Regions from separate parts of the Mus musculus genome. Here region 1 is linked to region 2. The links are chromatin contacts, called in public ChIA-PET maps. All regions are on one chromosome and are shown on one strand. The core of a region is the stretch at or near the end of the contact, and the rest is flanking DNA. Distances in the headings are between cores, read along the strand shown. Region 1 holds the start of Pgd (phosphogluconate dehydrogenase). Region 2 overlaps Pex14 (peroxisomal biogenesis factor 14).

What was found. ChIA-PET counts read pairs in DNA pulled down with a chosen protein or histone mark.
Region 1: a contact with region 2 is called in an RNA polymerase II ChIA-PET map of memory CD8 T cells, with 6 read pairs. The contact joins the promoter of Pgd here to the enhancer-like site in region 2. A contact is called at or near these places in 1 of 484 Hi-C or Micro-C datasets (nephron progenitors), 3 of 115 datasets of contacts at active chromatin or transcription factors (the SCID.adh cell line, memory CD8 T cells and pancreatic cancer cells) and 2 of 9 other capture datasets (adipose tissue and liver).

What each region holds. Positions count from the first base shown.
Region 1 is chr4:149,164,871-149,170,983 of GRCm38.p6, forward strand. Pgd (phosphogluconate dehydrogenase) reads right to left here and starts at 1,835. Exons shown (of 13, transcript NM_001081274.2): 1 at 1,717-1,835; 2 at 1,137-1,212; 3 at 180-359. The coding sequence starts at 1,724.
Region 2 is chr4:149,074,830-149,080,338 of GRCm38.p6, forward strand. Pex14 (peroxisomal biogenesis factor 14) reads right to left here. Exons shown (of 9, transcript NM_019781.3): 2 at 1,191-1,238. Among named protein-coding and RNA genes, the nearest start is that of Gm46722, 20 kb to the right of the region's middle. Within about 2 kb of position 1,567, at least 72 of the 459 cell types and tissues checked have an H3K27ac peak or open chromatin away from gene starts, as enhancers often do. A contact at or near this core is called in the SCID.adh cell line, adipose tissue, liver and 1 more, where this site is marked.

The DNA.
Region 1 (6,113 bases), core at 585-3,084, 90 kb after region 2:
AAGAACAAACAAAACAAAAATACTATTCCATAAGTGCCTGTCAAGGCAACCAAGCCTGAAACACTCAAGCACTTTATCAGAACCCATCAGTCTGTACTCAGACACTGAAGACCACCATCTCAGAAGTGAGACAGTTAGAGGGATTTGCGGGCGGCATCCGAGAACCGAGCTGGCCTTACTAATTTCTCGATGAAATCATCCACGGCTTGCCCGGCCTTCACAAGCAGGATGACCCGGCGGGGCTTCTTTAGTTTGGAGACCATGTCCTTTAAGGACTGTGCACCAACCACCTTGGTGCCCTTCGCCTCGTTGGCCAAGAAGTCATCGACTTTGGAGACTGTCCTATTGAAAGCACAGACCTGGAAGGACAAAAGGCCTGTCAGAGGATCTGGCACACACATGACCCTCGGGTGGTAGATGCAGCAACAGAGAAACGTCTACTCTGTCCAAGGTCTAGCGAGAGCTGACCTGCCTTTTCTTTTTAAGTGCTAGGCAATCTCTGCAAAGTCCAGTCACAGCAGAGAGCCCAGGGAAAGGCGGTTGCCACTTGTTGCTTATCAGGTTGAGCCTGTCACTACTACCTGGGTCCTTTGTCCCTGGTAATCCTGGTGTCTAAGCCATGCTACTATTTAGAAAGAACATTCAGAGCCCACAGGCAGGAGGATCCTCTGACCCTGGACTCAGAAAGCTGAGATGAGAGGGCCCTGAGACTCCAGTGTGACAACACTGTGAGACAAGCTGCTGTCTACAAAGAAAAACAATCTCCATGTACCCCAAGTTTTCCTAGCTACAGCTTCCAAGATCTGGGTCCCTTTACATCTATGGTTTTCAACCTTCCTAACGCTGCGACCCTTTAATATAGCCCCTCGTGTTGTGATGACCCCCAATCATAAAACTATTTTCATAACTACGCAATAACTGTAATTTGCTAGTGTTATAAATCATAATGTTGAGAACCACTGCTTTTATATTTATTTCTATCCAAGGAGGCTCTTCCCTTAACTACAGAGGGAGCACGACTAAAGCAGAAATTCTTCTACAAAGACACCAAACAGTGCTTACTGAGTGATGCCTTGGGATCTCTGAAAAACAAATCACAGCTCTCAGCGGGAAGGCAACGTGTCCTCACTACTTACCACAAATCCATGATCATTCATGTTCAAAATTAAGTTCTGGCCCATGACAGCCAGTCCGATCAGTGCAATGTCAGCTCTGAAATGACAAAAAAAAAAAAAAACAATAAAGCAAACACAAAGAAAGGATATTAGTGTTACTTAGTGGCTTTTATTAGGACTGGCAGCCTGCACCCTTCTCGGCTCACACCATGCACCTAGGATCGACCGCACCCTGCACCCCACAGTTCCATGGAAGTTCCTTCTAAAGGGCGTCCGGGCACACGAAGCCACCCATGCCCTGCCCCTGGCCCTGCCCGTCGTTCCTTATGGCCTGGCCAGCACAAGGGGCGTGGGCCGTCCCCGACCCAGCGCGGCCTTCCTTCCCCGCGAGCCCGTCGCAGCCGCAAGCTCCCACGAAGGGGTGGCGGAGCTTGCGCTGGCCATGGCGGGGACCCTGAGGTGCAGGGGTCAGGGCTGCGCGAGGAGACCCAGGCGACCACCGGGGCTGAGGAGAACAGGGAGACAACTGAGCAGAGCCCCGCCATCACCACGCTCAGCCCCGGAAGTCTCCCGGGCCCGACTGCGCGTGTCGGTCACTCACTGGGCCATGGCGGAGGCAGACGAAGCAGAGTCGAGGAGGAAGAAACGCGAAGGACCGAGCGCTCCGAGGCAAGTACAGTGAAGTCCGGCTCCCGGCGCCTCGAGAGGCTTACAGAGACGCTGGCCAATCAGAAGACAGGGGTGGGCCGATGCCCCACGCTATTGGGTCTCTGCGGCGCCTGTTATACCACCTGAGGGCAAACGGACCCGCCCACCCCCGGGGCCCAGATCTGTAGAGCGCCGAGCAGTCGATGGCACCTCGAGCTGGAGAGGAGCGTTTAAAGGGCTTCTTCTAAGTGTTCTAGGAGCGTTTAAAGGGCTTCTTCTAAGTGTTCTAGCGGGACCTTGCACGATGCCTCCCGCTCGTGCGGAAGCTCGGGTCTGCAGCTCGGCGTGAAAGAGAAGACATTAAGGGCTTGGTGCAGCCCTTACCAAGCCCACTGGCGTTTTTGATCCATGGCTGCTGCTTCCCTTCACTGTCCCTCAACTCTGAGGCAGGAGTCAAGTCTGTCCTATCTGTGGGAACCTCAGTGTGTACCATTTTTGCAGGTCAAGAAACAGCGGTGCAAACTAAGACGAGACGGTCAGCAAGTAAAGAGCCAAGCGGGTGGAAGTGGAACCCACTCCGCAAAGTTGGCATCTGACCTCCACGTGCAGCAGTGGCGCGTGCGCCCACTCGCACAGAAAGAGAAAACGAAGCGGAGGAGAGGCTTGAGGGGTTTTGGGGGGGTGGTTTCATAATTATTTATTTTTTGTGTATTGGTTTGCCTGCATGTATGTCCGTGTACCTCGTGCGTGGCCGATACTCGGGGAGGCAAGACTGGAAGTGAGTTCTTCCTTGTGCTTGTAGCGGAACACAAGCACTCTTCTCTACCATTTCCTCAGCCCCACTACAGTTTCCGGCGCTGGAGGTCTGGGGTGCTGTTTCGCCCGCTGGTCAGACACTTTTAGTTTCAATTTACTTTTCCATTCAGACTCAGGTGTTGGTGCGCTGCTTTCTTTTTTCTTTTCTTTTTTTTTTTTTTTTTTTTTTTTTTTTTCGGGGGGCGGGATTTTTTCTCTGTGTAGCCCTGCCTGTCCTGGAACTCACTCAGTAGACCAGGCTAGCCTCGAACTCAGAAATCCGCCTGCCTCTGCCTCCGGAGTGCTGGGATTAAAGGCATGTACTACCACGCCTGGCTAGGTTCAGGTTCTTTCCATTGCCTACTCTCTCTCTAGGAGTGGCTATCATGTCCTTCAATGAATTCCTTTTATCTTTTGTAAGTTTTGCACACAGCACATAGACATAACGCTTGATGGTAAATGAAAAGACTGGCTTGCACCAGCTTCTTGAATTTTTTTCCCTCACTCCAGTACTACGAATCAAATCGTAGGTTTTGAGCATTCTAGACAAGTGCTTTGCCACTGAGCTATATCCCTTGCCTGGCCCTAAGTGACTTTCTGTTTCTCTCTGTGTCTGTATCTGTTTCTGATAAATGCCTAATGTCCCTACTCCTCCAGCCCCCTATAACCAACACACATTTATCCCAACTCTGAGCTGGTTAGACCATTATTTCCAAAACAAGGGTGGGAACAAGGGAGTACTAGGTAAGAGCTCCTGGAAGAGTCTTAAGAGTCAGCCCATTGTCTTATCAGGTACAAGGCTCGGGGGTGGACGAGCTTCCAGAAAAACCAGAAAAAAAAAAAAAAAAAAAAAGACAAGATCTCAGTCCACAGCCTTGGCTGTGGTTTTTAAATTTGCTGTGGTGTTGAATCTTGAACTTCTATATTAGTCAGGGTTCTCTAGAGTCACAGAGCTTATGGAATGTCTCTATATATTAAGGGAAATTATTGGAGTGACTTACAGTCTATAGTCCAACTAACCCAACAATGGGCAACTATGGATGGGAAGTCCAAGAATCTGGTAGTTGCTCAGTCCCACGAGGCTGGGTATTTTAGCTGGTCTTCTGTATAAGCTTGAATCCTGTGCTGGCAAGTAAAAGCAAGCAGGCAAAGAAGAGTGAACCATCCCTTTTCCCATTGTCCTTATGCAGGTCTCCAGCAGAAGCTATGTTTACCACCATGCCTGGATTTGGGACTTGCTCTGCCCCAGACTGGCCTTGAACTCAGAGATTTGCTTGCCTCTGTCTCCTGGGATTAAAGGAGACAAGGAGACACTTACCTTCCTTGCCTGGGCCTAACCTTTCTTTTCTTTCTTTCTTTCTTTCTTTCTTTCTTTCTTTCTTTTTTTTTTTTTTTTTTTTTTTGGTTTTTCGAGACAGGGTTTCTCTGTGTAGCCCTGGCTGTCCTGGAACTCACTCTGTAGACCAGGCTGGCCCGGAACTCAGAAATCTACCTGCCTCTGCCTCCCAAGTGCTGGGATTAAAGGTGTGTACCACCACACCCGGCTAGGGCCTAAGCTTTTCATGGCCACTGTGCCTCAAGATCTAAATCAAAAGCCTGTGTCTTTCAGCCTGAAGAACTGAATCACAGGTGTGCCCTCCATTTCTGGATTGTAGTTCATTCCAGATGTGGTCAAATGGACAACCAGGTATAGCTATCACAGAGTATTTTCATTTTTTTGAGACTAGGTCTTACTTTGTAGCCTAGGGTGGCAGCAGTCCTCCTGCCTCAGCTTTCCCAGTGCTGAGACAGCAGACATGTACCATCAAGTTCAGCTTTATGTTTTTACAGAATCCGCTCCGGTCTTAGCACTGTAAGTCTACAGTTGAGGCCTCCCCAATCCAGGGTCATGCAAAGGCTATGTAATTACTGTCGTTATTATTGTCCCGTGCCCCCTCCCGATTGGCTTATTTTGTGTGCTTGCCTGTATTTGGTAGTCTGACTTGCAGGAGCCAGAGCCATGTTCCCTACCATGTTGCACTGGGGATCAAACTCAGGTCACCAGGTTTGGCAGCTTTACCCACTGAGGTATGTCACCGGCCCTGGCCTTAGCTGCCGTGATTTTGGTTTTGTTTATTTCTGTGTATGTGTACAGGCAAGTGGTGCAGGCTCCTGAGAAAACCAGAAGGTGCTGGAGTTGTGGGCTGTTGTGAGCTGCCTAACAGGGCTGCTGGGATCCAAACTCCTGTCCTATGAGAGAGTAGAATGTATTCCTGGCCGCAGAACCATCTCTTCAGCCATAGTTCCTGATTTTTGTTTTGTTGTTTGTTTGTTTGTTTTTTAGGCAGCATCTTACTGTATAGCTCAGGCTGGCCTCAGATTTGCAATTTCCACCTCCACCTCCTGGAGTTACAAACTTGTGCCACAACACCCAGCTCTTTTTTTTTTTTTTTTTTTTTTTTTTTAAAGATTTATTTATTTATTATATGTAAGTACACTGTAGCTGTCTTCAGACACTCCAGAAGAGGGAGTCAGATCTTGTTACGGATGGTTGTGAGCCACCATGTGGTTGCTGGGATTTGAACTCTGGACCTTCGGAAGAGCAGTCGGGTGCTCTAACCCACTGAGCCATCTCACCAGCCCAACACCCAGCTCTTAAGCCTCCTTCTTAAGTCCAATGGGCCATGCGCCCTGGTGATGCCGCCACAGGCCTTTCTTTCTTACAGGCTGGACTTGGCATGTTAGCCTTACAGCAAATAAGGATAAACCATGGCTCAGAAAATCTTGGAGACGGCTTGACAGAGGGCAAACAATAGCCTCCCACGAGCTCACAGTTGTTCTTAGGCTGTGACTGTGGCTCCTGCCTGTCTTGCCACCTTCCGAGGACAAAGTTCTGCAACTCCAGTTCCAGAGGATCTGGAGCCTTTCTCTGGCCTCTGTGGGCACTGCACACACCAGGCACACAGACAAACGTGCAGGCAAAACATCTGTCCATTCAAGTACAAATGACACAGGAAGAGCAGACGAATCTTATCTTGTGTGAGTGCTCAGGGAACTGACTTGCCCAGCCAGTTAGTAGTGAGACTGAACTTTAACCCTGGGCCCAGCTGGGACTAAGTCCTGGACTCTTTCTTAATAGGATCAGCACGACACGATCATGCCTACTTATAACTTGTGAAACTGCCTACATCTGTGTATCAGAGAGGTTAGCTGACTTCAAATGGAAGGCTGCCTTATATTTCTCAGCGAGGAGCTGGGGAGGAGACCCACCTATGGGAAGCATGGCTCTACTAAAAGCCCTGCCCTGGTGATGGGGCGGGGCGTACCTTTCGAGGTACAGCAACTTCTTCCTCCTCCCCTGGGCTTAATTCCAACACAAGATTGCTAATACATTTCCTTGCAGGGATGGGTTGATTGCTCTAGTCTGAGATTTAACAAGGAAGAAATTATGCTGAGTCAATGTGACTAAACATCTGGACTTCCCTAAGTCACAGTGAACAAACATTACTTTATGCACACATACTTAGGTATCAAATAGCTGTTTTTCTTAATTTACCATTGTTAAACCTTAACTTG
Region 2 (5,509 bases), core at 317-2,816:
GTCACAGCTTCTCTCTGAAAGGCTTGGAGGCAGGCCACAGAGCAAGCTCACAGGCCTGGAAGAACAGAGCATCTTCTGAAGAGCCAGGCAAAACTACAGAGTGGAGAGAGGTACCACAGACATGCTGGGATGAGCCCATCGCTGGGGACAGAGGTGACATGAGTAACAGCACCACTCCCCTGGAGACGTCTGGGAGGTACTTGGGTCCTCTGGGCCCATCTGCAGCCAGATCTATCTCGCCCTCTGCCTAGAAAGCCTTAGAACCTGCTAGAACCTGGCCCTGTTCACCGCAGCCAAGGGCTTCACGCCACCCTCTCCAGCTCGGCCGGGGAAGAGTGAAGAAAGCAGGAGACTGCCCGGGCTACGGAAACAAAGCCTGGGCAGATCGCCCCACGCTCACCGCTACCACCACTCCAAGTCAGGAAAGTCTTGGCAACGTTAAACCCAATGCTGGCGCGCCCCTAAAACTGAGCTGGTTTGCACAGAACCGGTCTTACTACCCAGCCCACAGGACTGACATCAAGTCCTGAAATGCCAAACAGTGAAAACAGGGCAGGCAGGCAGGCAGGCAGGGACTCTGGTTCAGACCACTCTGCAAACAGAGTTCCTTAGCTGAGAGCAGTGGTGTTTGTCCTCTACCTGCTGCGCTTGTGAAGCTGTGCCCGGAGAACTGTTGTGAGCAGGAAGCCAGCCTAGGCCACATAGTGAGTGCAAGGACAAACTGAGCTCCAGAGGGTGGCCCTCCTTGTTTAGAAAGAGAAAAGGTCCTTCAACCCTCAGTAGGTTTCTTTCCTATCAAGAATCTACAATACCATGGGTGCCACCCATCACAGACAGAACCACAGACCAAGCAACCCCAGAACCCTTCCTCTTACCTGGTCCTTAAAGGGCACCTCACCCCACCCCACCCCGGGTGCTTCACTGAGAAGCAAAGACTAGCTACTTCAGGTTTCTGACAGTGTGAAGCTGACAAGCAGCAACCTTGCTGTCACCTAGTCCTACTAGCAGCAGCAAACAAAGTGCCATGTGACTGTAGAGATGGGTGCTCCAAGAGGTCTTGTCACTCCCTCCTGATAAGCAGAAGTCACAAGCCAGAGGTCAGGGGCAAGGGTCACCAGGTCCTGCCTCCAAGCATGCAGGCCGCTGATTCGAGGCGCAGCCATAGGCTCCTCCAGGTCTTTCATACTTACCAGTGGCTCTCGGGGCACCACATTTTCACTTCCTGGAGGAGAGCTTGGCTGCAAAGAAAAACAGAAACAAAAGTAAGATCACAGTGCCACCTCATGGACATCAGAAAAACAGGCAGTGCACCCAGGTCGGTTCTGTTCTCCACGGGCTCCTGCAGCAGGAGCTGCGAGTCTCAGTCTGCAGACTGTTTCTGGGTTCACAGCCATAGCCCCTCATGAACAGGGCTGGTTTTTTCTCAGGAGGACCAAGGATCAGATGCAATCAGGAAGGATGTGGACCATGACAAAAAAGGCCAGAAAAAGGCCTAAGAATGGTCTACATGCTTTTCTACCACTGTCACAGATAGACTGAACTACAGAGAGAGCAAAAGTGTAGAACAAAAGGCAGCCACAGGGGGGCATCGGCAACCCACACTAAGGGGTTTTCTCTCATTGCAGCCAAGTGCCACTTTCTTTGGATTGTTTCGCTTCTGTGACAGTGTCTCCATGTAGCCCAAGCTGGCCTCCAACTCACCGTATCACTAAGTGTAACCTTAAAGCCCTGGTCCTCTTGTCTCAGCTTCCCCAGCGCTGGGATCAAAGAAATGCACCCCACCACTACTGCCCCCAGCCTACGGCACTGGCTACAGCACTGCCCATCACTAACAACCTGCTCTGGGTTAAGAAATAATCTGGTGTCAGGCTGAGAAATAAACAGAGCAGCCTATGAGCAAGCAATAGCACTGTGACCTGCCGGCCAGGCTCCCATCTGTTTCCTTCTGGGCCACAGCCTTTCTCATACCTTCAACCCTATACTGAACTAGCTAAAATTCAGAGCAAGAATAGGGTGCTAAAGCAAGACACAAATCTCCAGAAGGATGAGACAAGCGGCCGGCCTGAGTTGTGGTTAGTTTTTTACTGTTACTGACATTAAAGTCAATTTTCTACAGACAACACCCGGACAAGGGCAGCTAATGTGTATCCCAGGAGCCGGCCACCATTCTGCCTCCCAGCTAGTTCAGATGGCCTGTGCCAGCCTCCTATGAAGAGGGCAGAAGCTGAGAGAGGAAAGAGTCTAGAGAAGGTTCCTAAAGACCGCCTTACCGCACAGCTGCCTGCCACCACACACTTTATCCAGAGTTCTAGCCTATGAGCTCCACCACCCCAGAGCAGAAGGCCAGGCAGCTTGAAACTATAACTGGAGGTCAGTCCTCATACCTAGTGACCTTTCTCTCCCTGTGCCACCCTCCAGGCCTCCTTCCTGCCTCCCCTTAGATTTTCAAGTCTTAGCACAGACTGCCCTGACTGCCATGGATGCCTGCCCTCCAGTAACTGCTGGAAGGTCTTCAAGAGCTCCCTCCCTTACTCCCAAAGTACCCCTCATCTCCTCCTGCCCATCATCTCTCCTACGTAGCCATGGAGTCAACCCTCCACCTCTCTTTATCTCTGCTGCCATCACTTTGGTACAAGCTTCCAGCATCACTTGCCTGGACCACGGCAAATGCTTTCTAATCAGCTTACCTGGTCTCGTGCTGGCTCTCTTCCAATTCACTTTCCACAACACAAAACCCAAATCATTTGTAAAGGGCAACTCGATCATCTCCCTTACTTACTCATCCACGCCCATAAGCATCATCAATAGCTCCTTACTGTTCTCATAAGACAAGAACAAGTCCTCAGCGCGGTCTTGGAATCCTCCCATCTATTCTAAGCACATGTCAAGACTCTACTGCCTAACTCCCAAGCCCATCCGTAACAGACACTCTGGCTTCTGCTGTCTCTGAGGAGGGGCTTTGCACAAGCTGTTCCTTCCTCCTCTCCCAGACACTTCAGCATCATTCAGAGCCAGCTAAGGCATACACTCATACACAAGTAAACACAAACTTTAAACTTTTGTTTTTTGAGACGGGGTTTGTCTGTATAGACAGTAGCCTGGCTGACCTGGAACTAGCTCAGTAAACCAGGCTGGCCTTGAACTCCAGATCCACCTGCCTTTGCACAATAAAAGCATGCGCTAGAACGCCTGCCTTAAACTTTTTTTTTTTTAAATAAGGAAGCTCAATGTGCAGTAAAGTTTGTAATTCCAGGACTCCGGAGGCTACAGCGGGAGCTTATGAATCATAGGCCAGCCCTACACCACATGAGACCGTCTCAAAAAGAAAAAGAAGGGACAAGAGGAAGAAAGAAAGAAAAAAGGAGTCAAGAAAACAGGCAGTGAAGAAAAGGGACATGGAAGGGGAGGGGAGGGGAGGGCAGGGGAGGGGAGGGGAGAGGGGAAGAGAGGGAGAGCAAAGAGAGCAGGATGAGGTTCACTGGAAGTGAAGCCCCCACCCCAGGTCAATCCTCCCAAGGCAAACAGATGGCTTGCTGTAGCTCACTAACCCTGTGTCTCCCTGAGGCTCCCCTCACTGCAGCCAGGAGACACTAACTAGCGCTAACTTTACCTCGTGGCTCTCTCCTCACTAACTCTCACACTAGCTGTACAGAGTTACTGCTGATGACGAAACGGAGGCAAAGGGCACATGACTTGCCCCACAGCCTCAGCAAGCAGTGCACATAGGCATTTGCACATTTAACTAAATGAAATAATCAAATTTTGTTTCAATCATATTTTATTAAGCAGCAGCCTTAATTTAATGCTACCCCATAAGTAATCATGTAGCCTATCTGACCAGACAGAGAAAACATCAGTAACATGGTTCAGCAGATGAGGGCACCTGCCACCAAGCCGGAGGACCTGAGCTCAAGCACCAGAACCCATGCGATGGAGAGAACCAACTCCCACAAGTTGTCCTCTAGCCCCCACATGCACACACATGTGAGCTAAGCACACGCACATACATTCATACATACATACATACATACATGTTTAAATGAACACAAACAGCTTTGTTATTTAGGAACTCTCACTCTTGAGATACAAGTCATTGCCATGAATCATTAAAAGGAAATTTCCCTTAAATCAGTTCAACTAAGGCTGGGATGTGGCTCAAGAGCTGTGTGCCAGTGTGGCATCCACAAGGCCCTAAATTTAATGCCCAGCACTGCAAAAAACCACAGCTAGGTGACTGGTCGGTGGCAATGTGGGCAGAGGGACACACTGTAAACAGCACCAACCAAGTGTTCTGACACATTTACCCTTCAGACTCTTCCTTTAACAAGAGGAGCCAAGGATGAAACCCAGAGCCTTGCCCATCGGGGGAGAAAGCATGGACTTTCTCTTTTTGCACACAAGGGTCTCGCTATGTAGCCCAGGCAGACCTTGAATTTGTGATGATCCCCCTGTCTCTGCCAACTACTGGGATTACAGCTGTATGCCACCATGCCTATCTTAAATTTCTTTACTTAAACAATTAAAACAAAGGAACTGCCTGGTATATGTAAGCCCAAAGGAAGCAAGCAATAACCAGGGATGTAGCCTGGAACCACATAACAATGTGGCCCTTAATTTAATGTTGTGGCCCAATAGTTACCAACTCTGGGGCAGTACTACTCGAGAAGGACAATGACACATTTAAGGTCTTACAAAGCTGCACAGGCATTTAGGGACAACAGTACAGCCAGTGCAGGCCTGTGCTGTCCCAAACGCCCCTGGCTGCTCTCACTTCTTTCTTCACAAGGAAGGGCAGCCTCCCTTCTCACCTTCAACTCCAGGCTCTGCTCGAAAGATGAACCAAGAGCTGAGCAGCTGACCAGCCGGCCCACGCTGGAGGAACCCAGCCAGCCTGCTGGTCTGACTACTCCAGCCTTTACGAAATGCCTAAAATATCTTTGAATACCGGCCCCCAGGTCTATCTCTTCAAGTGACACCTGACCTAAAAAAGATCTCCACAAACTAAATTCCAGCTTAACTCTGGAACTCTTCAAAAGATCATTAACAGCTTTAACCAAAAGAGAGAGAGAAAGAAAAGCTGGAAACCACCAACTGAGGTCTAAAGTAGAAATACAAGCAGGAGGCCTGGGGCTGGAGCGATAGCTCAGTGGTTAAGAACATTGGCTACTCTTCCATAGGACCACAGTTCAATTCCCAGCACCTACATGGCAGCTTACAACTGTAGCTCCAATTCCAGAGCACCTTCTCAGACACGTGTGCAGATGAAACACCAATGCACATAAAATAAACATATATTATTTTAAAAAAAACCCTTCTGATCCCCACATTTAGGCCCTTCAGAGGTCAGGATGGGGAGGCTGCAATGGGAAGAAAGCAAAGGTTAAAGGTGCTTTAAACGAAGGCGGAGTTGGGGTCGGGGAGGCGGCTTAGTAAGGACACTTGCCGTCAAGCCTACTGACCCAGAGGAGAGTGCTTATTGATAAGCCTGGACACCTGAGCCCCACAGACC